Regions from separate parts of the Mus musculus genome. Here all the other regions are linked to region 1. A link is a contact called in public promoter capture Hi-C data. All regions are on one chromosome and are shown on one strand. Each heading gives the region's core, a stretch centred on a gene start, on an enhancer-like site or on the middle of the called end of the contact. The rest is flanking DNA. Distances are from core to core; before and after follow the strand shown. Region 1 holds the start of Zfp281 (zinc finger protein 281). Region 2 holds the start of Zbtb41 (zinc finger and BTB domain containing 41). Region 3 holds the start of 2310009B15Rik (RIKEN cDNA 2310009B15 gene).

What was found. Promoter capture Hi-C pulls out the DNA fragments that hold promoters and counts their contacts.
Region 2: a contact with region 1 is called in a promoter capture Hi-C map of pre-B cells, with 3 times the contacts expected there. The contact joins the promoter of Zbtb41 here to the promoter of Zfp281 in region 1. A contact is called at or near these places in 3 of 39 promoter capture datasets (the 3T3-L1 cell line, liver and pre-B cells).
Region 3: a contact with region 1 is called in a promoter capture Hi-C map of pre-B cells, with 3 times the contacts expected there. The contact joins the promoter of 2310009B15Rik here to the promoter of Zfp281 in region 1. A contact is called at or near these places in 1 of 39 promoter capture datasets (pre-B cells), 1 of 115 datasets of contacts at active chromatin or transcription factors (embryonic limb bud) and 2 of 9 other capture datasets (adipose tissue and liver).

What each region holds. Positions count from the first base shown.
Region 1 is chr1:136,622,517-136,627,231 of GRCm38.p6, reverse strand. It overlaps Zfp281 (zinc finger protein 281), which reads right to left and starts at 2,331. Exons shown (of 2, transcript NM_177643.4): 1 at 2,181-2,331; 2 at 1-1,960. The coding sequence starts at 1,946.
Region 2 is chr1:139,420,222-139,424,936 of GRCm38.p6, reverse strand. Zbtb41 (zinc finger and BTB domain containing 41) reads right to left here and starts at 2,554. Exons shown (of 11, transcript NM_172643.5): 1 at 2,514-2,554; 2 at 670-1,903. The coding sequence starts at 1,786.
Region 3 is chr1:138,854,189-138,858,903 of GRCm38.p6, reverse strand. 2310009B15Rik (RIKEN cDNA 2310009B15 gene) reads left to right here and starts at 2,050. Exons shown (of 3, transcript NM_001081226.1): 1 at 2,050-2,323. The coding sequence starts at 2,087.

The sequences.
Region 1 (4,715 bases), core at 1,082-3,581:
GGGCTCAAATTTTCTTCTTGAACCAATTCAGAGTGTTCTCCTGAGGTGTGTAAATCCACTCGTGGTTCTGTTAAATTGAAAGGATCCTCCTTCTGTGTTTCTGATTTGCCAGAGTACTGATCCAAAATACTTTGTAAAACCTCATCAGGAATTCCAGACTTGTCGTGACAAGACTTAATTTCAGCATTTAGAGCTGAGGAGTCAATAAGTGACAATGGCGCCTCATTGTCCAAAACACTGACCCCTGCAGACTGAATGACTGACTGCTGGGAGACCATGTGTCCTACATTGATAGAAAAGGCACTGTTGCTGCTGGCAGTTGGTAGGTATCTTCTCTTCTTTGAAAACTGCATGGCATCATCATAATTACTACTTATCGGGCCTTGCTTGCCACTTGTACTTTGGAGAAGACTAATGGTCTCCACACTATTATTCGATACGATGCCAAGTGAGCCACCTGGCTTACCAGACAAGGATTTCTGCCCAACTACGTCTGGTAACGGTGACACAAAATTAAGGTAGCTTTTATCTGCATTCTTTCTGCTTCCTTTCTTAAAGATCAATTTTGGCACCCTTTTCTGCAGTTCATCTATTCCAGTGCCAATTATGCTCCCACTGGTAGACACAGTAGGCATTTCTACTGAATAACTCTGCATGTTTATATTGTTTGACATTTGTGATTCATTTGTTTTGCCAGTCTTGTGTTCCTTATTTTCAATAGCTATGCTTTTCGACTTCGACTTTCTCCTTGAGGAACTTGTATTTCCCTGAGACAACACAGCCAGGTTACCCATACTGTTATGGTTTGATGACCCAGGTTCTGCACTAGCGGCTCCTTTTGCTATGGCTTCACCACACGTGCGCCTGTGCTTCAACAATCTGTCAGTCCTTGAAAAATACTGTTGGCAAGTGTCACACTTGTATGGCTTTTCTCCACTATGTGTCCTCTTGTGTCTCTCCATATGGTACTTCTGAATAAACTTCATGCTGCACTGATCGCACCCAAAGGGTTTCTCTCTGCTGTGAATTTTCTCGTGTCTCTGCAGTAGGTATTTCTGGATGAAACCCATACTACACTGGCTGCACTGGAAAGGCCTTTCGCCCGTGTGGATGAGGACATGTCTCCGCAGGTGGTAGGAGCTCCTGAAAGCAGCACTACAGTGATCACAGATATGAGGTTTCTGACTTGGGGACAGGACGGCACCTTCTCCCTCTCCAACCAAAGGTTTGGAAGATGCACTTGGCTTCCTCTTGGCTTTGATTCCCTGAGATTCTGGCTTTGGCCTCTTTGCCTTTTTGACGTTAGCGTCCTGCTTTGGCTCCTGGTTGCCGTGCTCATCAGTCCTGCTACCGCTGCTCAGTAATACATCGCGGTGGTGCTGGGCCGGTTGCTGCTGGGCATGCTGGTGCAGAAGACTGAGGTCTTGGATGACGCCGTGGCTCCCCCCTTCCCCTCCTCCTAGGCCTGGTGATCGCTCTTCAGCCCCAGCGAACAGCCCCCCATAGTGGTGGTGGTGATGGTGGTGGTGGGACGGCTGCTCCTCGGGATCCGCAGGTTTCTCCTGCTTGATGCTCACCAAGGACTGCAAGAATCCCCAGGAGGTCCTCTGCGAAGGGAAGGCCGCGGCTGACGCCGCCGGCTCCTTCTTGAAAGTCATGTCCGGGGCTGGCGGAGGGGGGGGCTCAGCGGCCGGGGCTGCGGAGGTAGAGGAGGATAACACGCACTGCGGGGGAGGGGCGGCCGTCCCCGCCGGCCGGGTGAAGCTGGTGACCGGGGGAAGCCGGTGGTTGAACATAACCATACTCTGGGGGAAGGTGGGCTCCATCTCTGCTCTCCTGCCGCCGCCGCTGCCGCCGCTGGCGCTGCCGGAGCTGCCGCCGGAGCCGCTACCACCGCTACTGCTGGGACCGCCGCCGCCGCTAAGGAACCCGCTGCCGATTTTCATACCCCGGAGGAGGCCTGGCTGCGGAGAGGAGGGAGAGGAGGGAAGAGGGGGAACGGCGGTAGGGCCGGGCCCCGGGCCGGGACCACCGCAGCGTTTGGGACCCGCCGCGCCGCCGCCCAGCCCGCACCGCGCCCGGCTCCCGTCCGCAGCCCCGCCGCCTCCGGCCCGGCGCGCTCGACCCCGCGGCCTTCTTGGCCGCTCCCGCGCCCGCCCCGGCCCGCCGGCCACACTTACGGGTTCCGCCGCCGCCGCAGCCGCCGTCGCCTCCAGTTAATAAAAATAACGCCGTCCTCTCCACAATGGAATTAAAAGCCTCCCCGCTTCTGCGCAGCCGCGGCGCGGTGTCTGCCGGGAAGTCCTCGACCGGACCAGAGGGGCGCTCGGCGAGCCCCGTGCGCCTGCGCCTCAGTTTCCGCCTGGCTAGCCTGTCAATCAAGCGGGCGGTTGGGCGGAGCTGCTGGGGGCTAGGTGGGAGGGGCGGGGACTTGGAGGCGGACAGCGGAGGGTCTTCCGCAGCGAGGGGACGTGATTGGTGGCCCTGCTGAGGGGCAGACAGTGGCTGAGGGTTTCTAGGGAGAAGGCGCTCCGGAGGTGGAGCCCAAGGGGCGGGAAGTCCGGGGACGCCAGGAGAGCGTGTTGCAGCGTGGCGTGGGAGCTGCAGAGGAAGGGGTTAGGGAAGGTGGAGACACTGAAAACTGAACATTGGCATTTGGTTCACTTTAGTGTTTGCAATCCAAGTATTGAATCAAAATCAAACAGAGAATAGGATTCCTTAAGGTACTTGTGATTCTGCCTGAAAGCTTTAAACTCGTAACGGTATTGATTACAGATAGCTTTTACTCCTTTTCAGAATGGAGACAGCAATAACGCTTGTCTTTGCCTTTATTGAAGGAGCCTTTGAGACTGCCATAGAGGAGGGACCGCTGCAGAAAATTGTCTCAGTGCCAGCCTACCTGAAGGCTACGCAAAGGGAAACCACGTGTAATCCCAGGTGCAGCTGTCCTGTAAAACACGCCCACACACACTTCATCATCAGATGGTATTTAAATGCCACGTACTTTCTCAGTTGTCTGAATTTGCTTATTACGTTGAATACTAACTAGCCTCAAATACTGGCCATCGTTCTTGTTTAAAATCTCTGTTAGGATACATACCCCACTCTCCCAACCCCTCCAGTATAGAATACCTAGAAACTTGAAAAGTTGTTCCTTATTCAGTTGGGGGAAATTAGATAAAATCTTGAAATTAAAAGTTCTATCGACAAAACCAAATAGATATTAATTTAGTGCCTAATAATGTATAAAAGGCATTCACAGCGAGCATGCAAAAATCTAAACCAGCAACTTTCCTAGGTGTATTTATACACCACAGACTTTTTAATAAAAAGACCTGGAGAACAGTTATTTACATAGTGTGTTTTCTTAAAGAAATCACACGTCCATATTCTCATAGTGTTTCTCGAGATGACTTCTTGTAATAACTTCCTTGAGAAATTTTGCAATTAAAGCCATAGCGGTGTATTGTTTACCAACACAGGCCTCTCTGAGCCTGCCCAGAAACCTTAAAACTGTATTTTATGAATAGTTTCATGAGGCATTGTATCTTCCTAGCCCCATGGAACTACAGTTAAATTATTTCCTGAAACTACCAGGTATAGCTAAGCGTTGAACACTGAAAATTCAAAAACTTCAGACAGTAATAAAATATTAGTCAGTGCCAGTGAGAAATGAGGCTGTCCCTGTACTCAGGGTGTCCATGTTTAATGGTAAAGCTGGGCTGCACATAAGCCAGCCCAAGCATGAAGGGCAGTGGGACACTCATATGAAAGCCAACTTTGTTCTACAGTTATCAAGATAAGAAACCTGTCATTTCTCTCATTCACGCTGTCAGCCTTGAGCTACTCCAAGCAGACTTACCTCTAGGTTGTATACCCCATATATCAGGAAGATGAAGAGACCCTGTAAAATAAAACGGAGGGGGAAAGCTGTTAGCGCTAATCATTCCGCCAGTGGAAATGCCCGAAATAAACTTTCCCGGGAACAGACAAAAGAAGACACACTTCATCAACGTCCATTTATTTTCCCGTTTTTCACCATTAGAAGTCGTACCTTGAGCATTTATATGATAACACACCAGCACATCACTTATACTGGTTGTGCTATTCAATTCTTTGGTGATAGAAAATAGAAATAGTATCCTAACTACATGGAATAATAATTAGGAGGTGGCTAGATGATGAAACACTTAATATTTCTAAACTCCGTCTAAACTCCGTTTGGAGCAGCAACTTCAGTATATCTTATCATCTTTGAAGTTATAAAATTAGGAAATAATTGAAAGATTAAACACTACAGGTTACTGACATAGTTCAGTGATACTGTGGTTGCCTACTGTGGATAAAGCTTGAACCCCAGTACCAGTGAAACCAACCAACTCCTTTAAACCCTCAAACGAAAGAGATAAACGTAGGTAATAGGGACTGCGGACATAGCTCAGCAGTTAAGAGCATTTGTTTTTCTTGCATAAGATCAGGGTTTAATTCCCAACACCCACCTAGGGGGATCCTGCAGGCATGAACATGGCACATACATGGATGCGGGCAAAAATTCATATACATAAAGTAAATAAATCCTCAAAAAGATAATAAATGCGAATTGTCTATTTGAAACAGAGTCTCACTATATTCCCAATTCATAATCTTCCTATCTCTGCCTTCCAAGTACTGAAATCACAGGCTAAGCCCCCACACCCAGAAGTATGAATATTTTT
Region 2 (4,715 bases), core at 1,305-3,804, 2.8 Mb before region 1:
TCAAAAGTTGTTTCATTTCTCTGTGTATGAAAGAGTAAAATTATTAATAACCATTAAATTGGATTCTGAAAAGTATCCTTAGAAATACATCCAAAAGGTATCATAAAAGCAAAAAAAAATGTTCACTGTACAGCCAGTCTATACCTACTTTGATAGGAAATGATTACAAATCTTATAAAACAAAATTTAACCTATGCAAATAGCATACATAACCCAGCACAAGATAGTCATATATCAAACTGCATGATTTCTTTTACAAAGTCAGATTATGTAAAGTTGTTTTAATCATTTTATGTGCAGAATGTACTTAGCAGTATCATAATCAATGTACATGTAACTCAAAACTACTAGCACTGCTAAGATTAAACAGGTATATTAAGTCAAAGCTATATAGAATAACTGCTGACAGTCTGGAGTCTTTCTCCCAAACACAGAACCTGTACCCTGTTAAGAGAAAATGAAGAAAACACAAAAGGGTAAATACCAAATTATTTCTGATTCACAACAAATTTAAAATAACAAGGTAAACTATGTGCCGAAAATCAGAGCATGTTCCCTTCAGAACTCTTCTTAAACATTCCTTCCAAAGTTTAGTTTGTAGTGATTACCACTGTTGTAGGAGAGGCACAAGGGGTAAGTGACTAGGGCTAGGAAAGGGGTTAGCCTTACCTATCCGGTCAAATGTCTTATCACATTTGGGACACTGCAGGATTTTCTTATTGCTGTTCTGAATGATGACGGGAGCTAACCCTTCATGGATGCTCCCGGCAGAGTCGCCAGCCTCAGGTTCCTCTTCTGCATCATTATCTTTGTCACTCTGCTCCGTGTCAGAGTCTTCATCGGACACTTCCTCCTCCAGCTCTTCGTCTTCGGCATTATATTCACTGCCAGGGTCCTCAGAATCATTTCTATCTGACCTCTCCTTCTCAGAACTTTCTTGATGCAAATTGTCTGACCCATCCCCACTCTCCTGTTCATCGTCGCTGGTATCCTCAAACTTGACAGGGCACTTCCGATTCCTCTTTGACCTCCGGGTAGAAAAACTTCTCTCCAGCATTTTTAACCCATGTTTTTTCCCAAGGAGCAGAGACCTGTGAGTTTTGGCTAAATGATTCTCTAAGGACTTTTTATAGCAGAAATGCCTACTACAAAATTTGCACTGATGACTACTCGACAGTCTTCCAGTTAGCTCATTTAGTGTTTCTTCTGGTGACGACTTTTCAGTCAGTTCGGCCTGAAAGGCAGCAACATTCTCATTATTCAGCAGCTTTACCGCATCGATGATGTCCAAAAATTTTGCAGCCTCTAACACAAGAGGTATTTCGTATTTGTACACAAAAAACTCCGATGTGTAGAGGAACTCAAGCAAATGCTGAAAAACCGAATGCGTTACGTGATCCAGGGTGACAACATCAGTGCTTGGATTTTTGCTCAGACACGCATGAAAATAACTACTGCCGACAGCAACGACCACTTTATGCGCACTAAACTCTTTCCCTTCCACTATGATAAGTAAATCGCAGAAAGACGGTTGCTTCTGCCTATCATCGTTCAAATACTTCAGCAAATTCTTATTATACTGCAAAGAACTCAAAAGCTTTCTCTGATCTGGAGAGGGAGGCAGTTCTTGGCAACGCTGGGCAGCTTCGGGGGTTGGTCTTTCTGGAGCCTGAGTATAGGTCACTTGGCCACACTCCACAGCAGCATTTTCTTCCGAAGAGTCTTTATGATAGCCTAGATGGATCTTCTCGTCAAGATTTGAAGTAACCTTTCTCCTTTTCTTCATTGCAATGCGGCAATTTTTGAACAAGAAACTTCATACGTGACTTAGGCGATTGATGAAACAAAACTAGATTGTCTTGAACAACAGCTTCTGAAGGGGCGTGCCCCACCGTTTCATGGTCTGCAAAAAGAGTGAGAATCAGGTAAGAGCTCCACCGCATAGCCATCTTAAATAACCCAAAGGTGTTGTCAACTAGTCTTTCCTACATTGTAACTAGATTACAAAGTCGACAGTGCATTCACTCCCAGCTAAGATTTTCTTTTTTTTTAGGGCAGGGAACCAGGAGAGCTGGGCTGGGAAAGACAATCCAACAAAAGAATAGTGTGAAGTGAAGGCACAGCACACCTTCCAGGCCTGATTCACGAATAAGGTGGAGAGAACACAACCCAGAGAGCACCATCCCGCCGAGACCGCAAACAAGGCAGACTGGCCGGCCGGGACCGCAGTCCCGATTTGGGTGCTGGGACCTTGACAATAAGGCCAGCGCGGCCACGAAACGCAAGTCTCCATTAGCATGCTTTCCCCGGGCGAGCGCGGCATGGCTCCTGAGCGACAGACCTTCCGAAATCCACTAGGCACGGCGGCCCCAGGAGGGGAGCAGAGTGGGGTCAGCACGGGCGACGACTGCAGGAAGCCGAGTCTTCCCAGGCCGGGGTTGGCGGGGACCCGCGCTCGCCCGTGACCCTTCCCTCCCAGGCTGCCCGGGGCAAGCGTCCCACAGGCCCATTACCGGGAAGCCCGGGCTCCCGCGCCGGCTCGGGGCCGCCCAGCTCCGATCCCCGCGCGCTCGCGCCCGCGCCCACCCACTTCCGGGTCCGGCCCCCCACCTCAGCCACCTCGGCGGCGCTCCTTCCCCTCGCGGAGTCCCGCCGCCGCCGCCGCTCGCCAGGCAGGCACGTCAGGCCCGCGCAGCCGCCCAGCCGCCGCGAGAAGCCGGGGAGCCCCGGCATCCGCCCGAGCGCATGCGCGCGCCTCCAGCCCTGCGCATGCTCCGTGAGCTTTCTTTCCTGCCCTGGGTGCCCTACCGAGGTCCCAGGTCCGTTATACCCGCTTTTCGTGGCCACTTAAGGGCCCTCGTTAACTGAACCAGAAAAACTTGGCTGCGGGAGGGGAAGATAGCTGTGATGAGGGGTTAGGGGGAATTGGCGCCACGACAACTGGTGTGTTTCCAGTGTGTCACCAAACAGCGACCTCCTCCGGAAACCTGCCAGTTTCCAGTCCACAGTGGCAAACACCCAAAGTGCTGGCTGGAAGTAGTTGTATGGCTTTCCGACTTACATGTGCGTAAAATGTAAGCACACCTAAAATTGTGGGGTTTGTTTTTATTACCTTGCTATGAACAGAAGATGTGCATGTAAGATGTGAAGCTGAGAAAAGGACAACCAAACCTCTACGGGACTTAGAGCCTCAGAGCCCCTGCCTAACGTGTTGCATCTCCGACAGAATGCCCAGTGGCCCGATATTGCCCGTCTGGCGATGAAGGTTCTAGAGTTTGTTTGTACAAACCTAAGGAAAAAAACTGATACAAAGGCCGTGACCAAAAAGAAATCAATACACACACCTTCCCTTTTACCTGTAACTCCACTCTCTTCATAACTCTGAATCTGAAAAGGTTACCCTCTCATTAGCAAATACGAGCAAGTGCATACCCAGGAGGAGGAGAAGTTGAGGGAGCGTGTGGGGGACTTTTGGGATGGCATTGGAAATGTAAATGAAATAAATACCTAATTAAAAAAGAAGAAGAATGTACACCCAGAATAGTATAAGGAAAGCTAATGAAAATGATAAAATACTCAGAGCTATAGATTATAAAGTAGAAAATGTTTGAAAAGACAAGCCCATAGATATTAATTTTGTGTGTGTGTGGGGGGGGGTGCAGTGTTATCATCCATCGTCTGGCTCCTACCACCAAGTCTTTCCAGCTGTTGTCATGTGTCAGTGTTCTAAGTTACATGGGACAATCAAAGAAATGGGGTCACTTCCGGGCGAAATATGGCATTGCAGGCAGCAAAGAGGAACGGCCTCAATGAGCTGAACCTCGGACAGCTGTTCAAATGCTGTTTGGGGAGGGGGATAAAGCAAGCCCCTCATACAAAGGCCTGTGGTCTAAGCTAGATGTTTCATGAAGGAGAACACCACACCACTGCAACTTTAGCCTTCACTGTGTACTGTTTGTAGTACTCAATAATGTAAGACATTCCAGGTCTGCCAGGGCAGTCTTGTGACCAAAGTCGGGCAAAGGATGGAAAGCTCCTTCAGGAAAAAAAAAAAAAAAAGACTCTATAGAAAAAAAAATCACCATTTCTACAATGATTTCTTCAAGGTCAAGGTACTTCTAAAAACCATCTATTCATTCTGGTGTTTCCCCTAGGTCCAGTGAAAAAACAGCAATTTTCATTCAAATGTTTACCTTAGATATAATGATTCTACCAAACACACCACAGTCATGTTGGTCCAACAAAGATGAACTCAATCTCTTTGGAACTATAATAAATCCTCTCTACTACGTTTCATCTGTCAAGCATTCTATCTAAATACCAGAAAAGAAACTGATACACCATATAATATGGTTTCTTGTCTATCTCACTCATCAGACAAAAATCATATAGGACAAGTTGTATTAATCTCTTACACTGCTGTATTTTAATAACTAGTAAAATACCCAGAGACTTCATTGTGATACTCAATATCCCAATGAAGACAACAGATGTAGATTACACACTTACATAAATCAACTTGCCCCATATGGAACTGTCAAATAGATGATACAAGGCCTATGCCTGTCAGTGAGGAGCACAACTATTCCTCACCTGTTTGGATACTATCACAGTCCTCTTAGAAGAAATGCCATGCAACACAAACAATGACTGAAGTCCTCATAAATAGCCTTAACCCAATTCAGTATTCTATGTTGCACCAAGAGATAATCGAT
Region 3 (4,715 bases), core at 801-3,300, 2.2 Mb before region 1:
GGCAGAGACAAAGAGAGAGCTAAATGGGAATGGTGTGTGCTTCCTGAACCTGAAAGCCCACCTTTAGGGGCACACTTCCTCCAACATCTCCTAATCCTTCCCAAATAGTTCCACCAACTGTGGATCAAGTGTTTAAACAATGAGTCTACAGTGATTGTTCTCATTCAAGCTCTACATCTACCTTCTGAGCTTGGACTTGGTGCTCTCACTTTCATACAGCTTTGGCTAATGTGAATGGAGGAGTCTCCGAAAAAGAAAGAATGCACACAAAGATGAGCTAAAATTCAAGGCCAATGGGGGCCTTTCAAAGCAAGAGACACGGGAAAGAAAACTGGATGCTGATGATCAGATTAAACCTGAAAATAGATATTTAGAATGCTTTGTGTTGTTAGTAGTGAGTTATTCTCTCATCTCATTTCAACTTTGATTACATTTTAAAGGTGCATCTGTAAGAATGCAAGCAGTGGTATCATGTGACTAATACAAAGATCAGCCTGTGTGCCCAGAGGCATAGACTAACCAGGATGATTCTTTTTCTTAGACTGGGCTATAGCTGGAACTCAGTAGGTAGCTCAGGCTGGCCACAAACATAATCCTCATGTCTCCACCTCTGAAGCCCATAAATCTAATTTTGTGGTGTTGGTTGGGGGCGAACAGGAACATGACCTATGCTTAAATTCTCAAGTTTAATGATAATCATGTTGGGTGAATTTAACTTTGGTCCCATCTTTCCAGATTTCCTTAAAGTCCCTCAGAACATCAGGTAGTCTTCAAATGGCAAATATACTACTCCAATGTAAAGGAACATTTAAACACAGGATTCAAATTTATTAATTCACTGAGTTTTACAATATACCAATAGAGTTGTTTCCATCTGTGATTAAGGACATCAAATCGGGGGCTGGACAGATGGCTTAGTGGTTAAGAGCACTTCTAGAGGTGCTGAGTTCAATTCCCAGCAACCACGTGGTGGCTCACAACCATCTAAAATGGAACCCAGTGCCCTCTTGTGGTGTGTCTGAAGAGAACAACAGTGTACTCACATACATAAAATAAATAAATACATAAATCTTAAAAAAAAAAAAAACAGGGCTGGTGAGATGGCTCAGTGGGTAAGAGCACCCGACTGCTCTTCCGAAGGTCCAGAGTTCAAATCCCAGCAACCACATGGTGGCTCACAACCATCCGTAACAAGATCTGACTCCCTCTTCTGGTGTGTCTGAAGACAGCTACAGTGTACTTACATAAAATAATAAATAAATCTTTAAAAAAAAAAAAAAAACAACAACCCAAAACCATCAAATTGTGGTTTCGGAGTTGCAGGGTAAATCAGTGTAAAAAGGAATTGAATTGTCTTTGGTGGCTTTGACAACTTTCTCCTGTCCAACTAACCCACTCTTGCTAAGGATTCACTCCTGCCAATAGCTCTTTACACCAAAGAGCACTAACTACTCAATAACACTGCCTACTCTTGAAATTCAGGCTATGGCATCCAAGGCTGGGGGTGCTGTTAATTTAATGAACACATAAAATTGTTTCTTGGGATCGTGCTAATTTCCCTAAATTTTGTAGGAGTATGGGTGTCACTTTCTCAGACAGGATTTTAGGTTTGGTTTTGTGAAAACTTCACTACACTCTTTGTGTGAGACTTTTCCTTGATTTTCATTCTAGAGTGAGCCAATGAACCATATCACCAAGCTTGTGATTCCAGCTTCATTCCTGTCACACATGACCAGCAAATACGCAGCCTTTTCTATATGGGCTGAAGGTGCTTTCCTTCTTATTATTTTTTTAAACAAGTATGATTATGCAGAATACGATCTAGCTTGATAGGAAATGAAAATGCTCGTCCTTTATCTGAGAAAAAAATAGTAGCGACTTTAAGAGTAAAGAAGGCACCTTCTTCCAGTCTTCATATGCATAATTTTCTTTGCAGAGGACCCAGATGGAGGGAGCTGAAGACTGAGAGGCAGCCCAGTCTACACTGAACAGTGCTCCGCCTCCCCTCTTCGCCCCGCCCCTAGACCGACCCCGCCTCCCCTGCCCACGCCCCACCTCCGGCCCCGCCTCCCACCGCGCCGGCGCCATGGCCGCCCAGGGGATCTGGACGCTGGCGAGGGTATCGCTTGGGAGGCCACCGCCTCGGGCCGAAGGTTTCCGACAGCAGCTCAACTCAACCCTCGGTTCGACTTCCGAAGGAGCCCGCGGCGGCTCCGCGGCCGACTCGTGGGGAACGCCCGAAGGAGAACCAAGGCATCCAGCGAGCCGAGAGTTAACTGCAGCGGAGAGGCACATCGTCGAGCTGCACCGGGCCGCCTGCGCGGTGAGGCCCGCTCCAGCCTGCCCCGCGCGCGGCCTCTGCGCCTGCGCGCGCCCGGCCACCCGACCCCGAGGCGGCCCGGCCGGGAGGTGTTGGACCTCCGGCCTGGGGCGGGTCGGCCTGGGGCGTCCGCTCAGAGGGTCCTGCGAGAAACCCGGTCGCACTTTTGCGTTCCGGACAGAGAGGTGTCTGCCCTGAGATGGGAGGCTCGCGAGGCTCGGTTTTTGATCTGCGTCCCAGCTAAAGGCTTGTCTCGGTTTGTGTGTGTGCGCGCCCTCCAGCGTGTGAGTGTGTTGTGTGGGGGAAATGGGTGCTGAGGAACTGAGGGTAGGACTGAGCTCTTACAGGGAACGTATGTAGTACAGACATGTTGCCTGTGCGTGATAACTCGAGCAGCCTGCCATCCAGTGACTTTAGTAATGCAAACATAAGACAGACGCTTTACATTTTTGCCCCGTGTCCTCTCATCCTTTGCCTCCAGTCCAAGTGAGCGAAAGAAATTATAATCAGGCAAGTTTGCATTTTTCCTTAGGCATTCTTAAATCACCTTTTCTTCTGGTTTATGGATTTGACAATTGCTTGTCACCACCAATATCTAACCTTATCTCCCTTCAGTTTCCTGACACTTTAGAATACAATAGTTTGAAGATAGCATTATTTATATTTTAAGTTTTATAATGATGTAAGAGTGACTTGTAATAAATCTGTGTATTAAGCTCTGTGTTTGGCTAGTACTTGATAAGACCACTTATTTGGTTTGGCTTGAGACACAGGCAGAGGCAAACCTTGAACGTTTCCTAAAGTTGACACTCAGCCTTGGGAGTAGTATGTCCCAAAAATCCACTGTCTAACCCCTTCATGTGTTGCAAGTGAATAAAGATTTATCGAAAAATTATTGACAGCCTTTGACCGTTCTTGCTTGTGCTCTTATTTTAAGTATAACAAACACATGCAGTTTGTTTCCACAAGTCACCATACAAATATGGTTTGTAAAACCCAGAAGTCTTATCATTTTTCAAGGCAAACAACAGTGGCCTGTATAGATTGGTTCGATCAACATAGCAAAAGGAAGGCAAGTATTTGCACCGGGGAACCCACAACCTTTTCATCAGTGGGGTTTCACAGGTCATGTGACTGTCCAGGAGACCAGAAGCAAACCCAAAAACATGCTTGGTATATATAGCTCCCAAATGACAGTATTTTTCCATGCCTCAAGGGAGATAGCGCCTTATCGTGCTCCCATTCCTGCACTGGCTATCTTGCTTTCCATAGACATCTTGCTCTCCAGTCAAAGCGTCAGCAAACTTGCCTCATCTTCGTTGCCATCTTTATCCAAGGCTCATTTAGTGAGAAGAAATTGTGTGTAGGCAGTCAGCAAACTTAGAGGTACGCCATCCACATGTAGAGCAACCTGCTAAGCTTCCGGATCGCCAGATAATTGTCTCCAGAAAACATCCAGAAGCTAAGCGAAGACTATAAAGGCTTTGCAGTGTTTCGTTTATTTGCCTTCCAGGTCGTCAAGCATGAGCTTTGTGGGAGGAGAAAGAGAAAAAAGGAAATGAGGTTCTGACAGTGGGTCATTCTAAAGTAGTGTTGGGTGCATCTGGTGCCACATGGCCTTGGGATTTGAGAGCAGCATTGGGACTTGCTAGTTTCTTAACTGCCCTGATCTATTTGTGCAGCAATGCCTGAGAGTGAACCCAGACTTGAACTAAAATATAAGTTGACCTGAATGTCAACCATAATGAGTGACATCATTAAGTATAACGCTGGATAGCTGAAGTTCTTGATGACCAAATGGAAACTGTTTGCCAGAGGCCGCAAAACTGGTACATGCCTTGCATCCCAACACTAAAGCAGACAGGTTGGTTGTGAGCTTGAGGCCAGCCTGATCTACAAATCTGTGGGCCAGGCAAGGTCATATAGTTAGAGCATCAGCGAGAGAAAGAGCAAGGGAGAGAGAGGGGGATATGCATGTCAGAAGACCTGCTGCCTTCATGCATATTTTAATGAAAGTCTATAGGCAGGAGTGATACACTGAGTTTCTAATGGTCAAAGTGCTATATAAAAACCCACTGGGAAGTTCCCCTATAAAATCTGGAGGCTAAGAAACATCATTAATGTGATATACGTCCGAGGGAGGAGTTACAATTTGCCTTTCCCTGCACACACTGTGCTTTGGGGGATTTATTTTTTTAAATCATAATTGCATATAAGTGGGAAATGCATCCCTGAAGTTTGAAGTGGTATCCTGGAAGTTGCTGTTGATCAAGCTTATTAAGCCAGTGAGTGTTAATGTGGCAAAACAATACCTTCTCAGTCAAGACTAGATCTACCAAAACTGGCGAGGGAGAGGACAAGAAAACCGTGGACCTTGCAGGGCAGTAACACATCG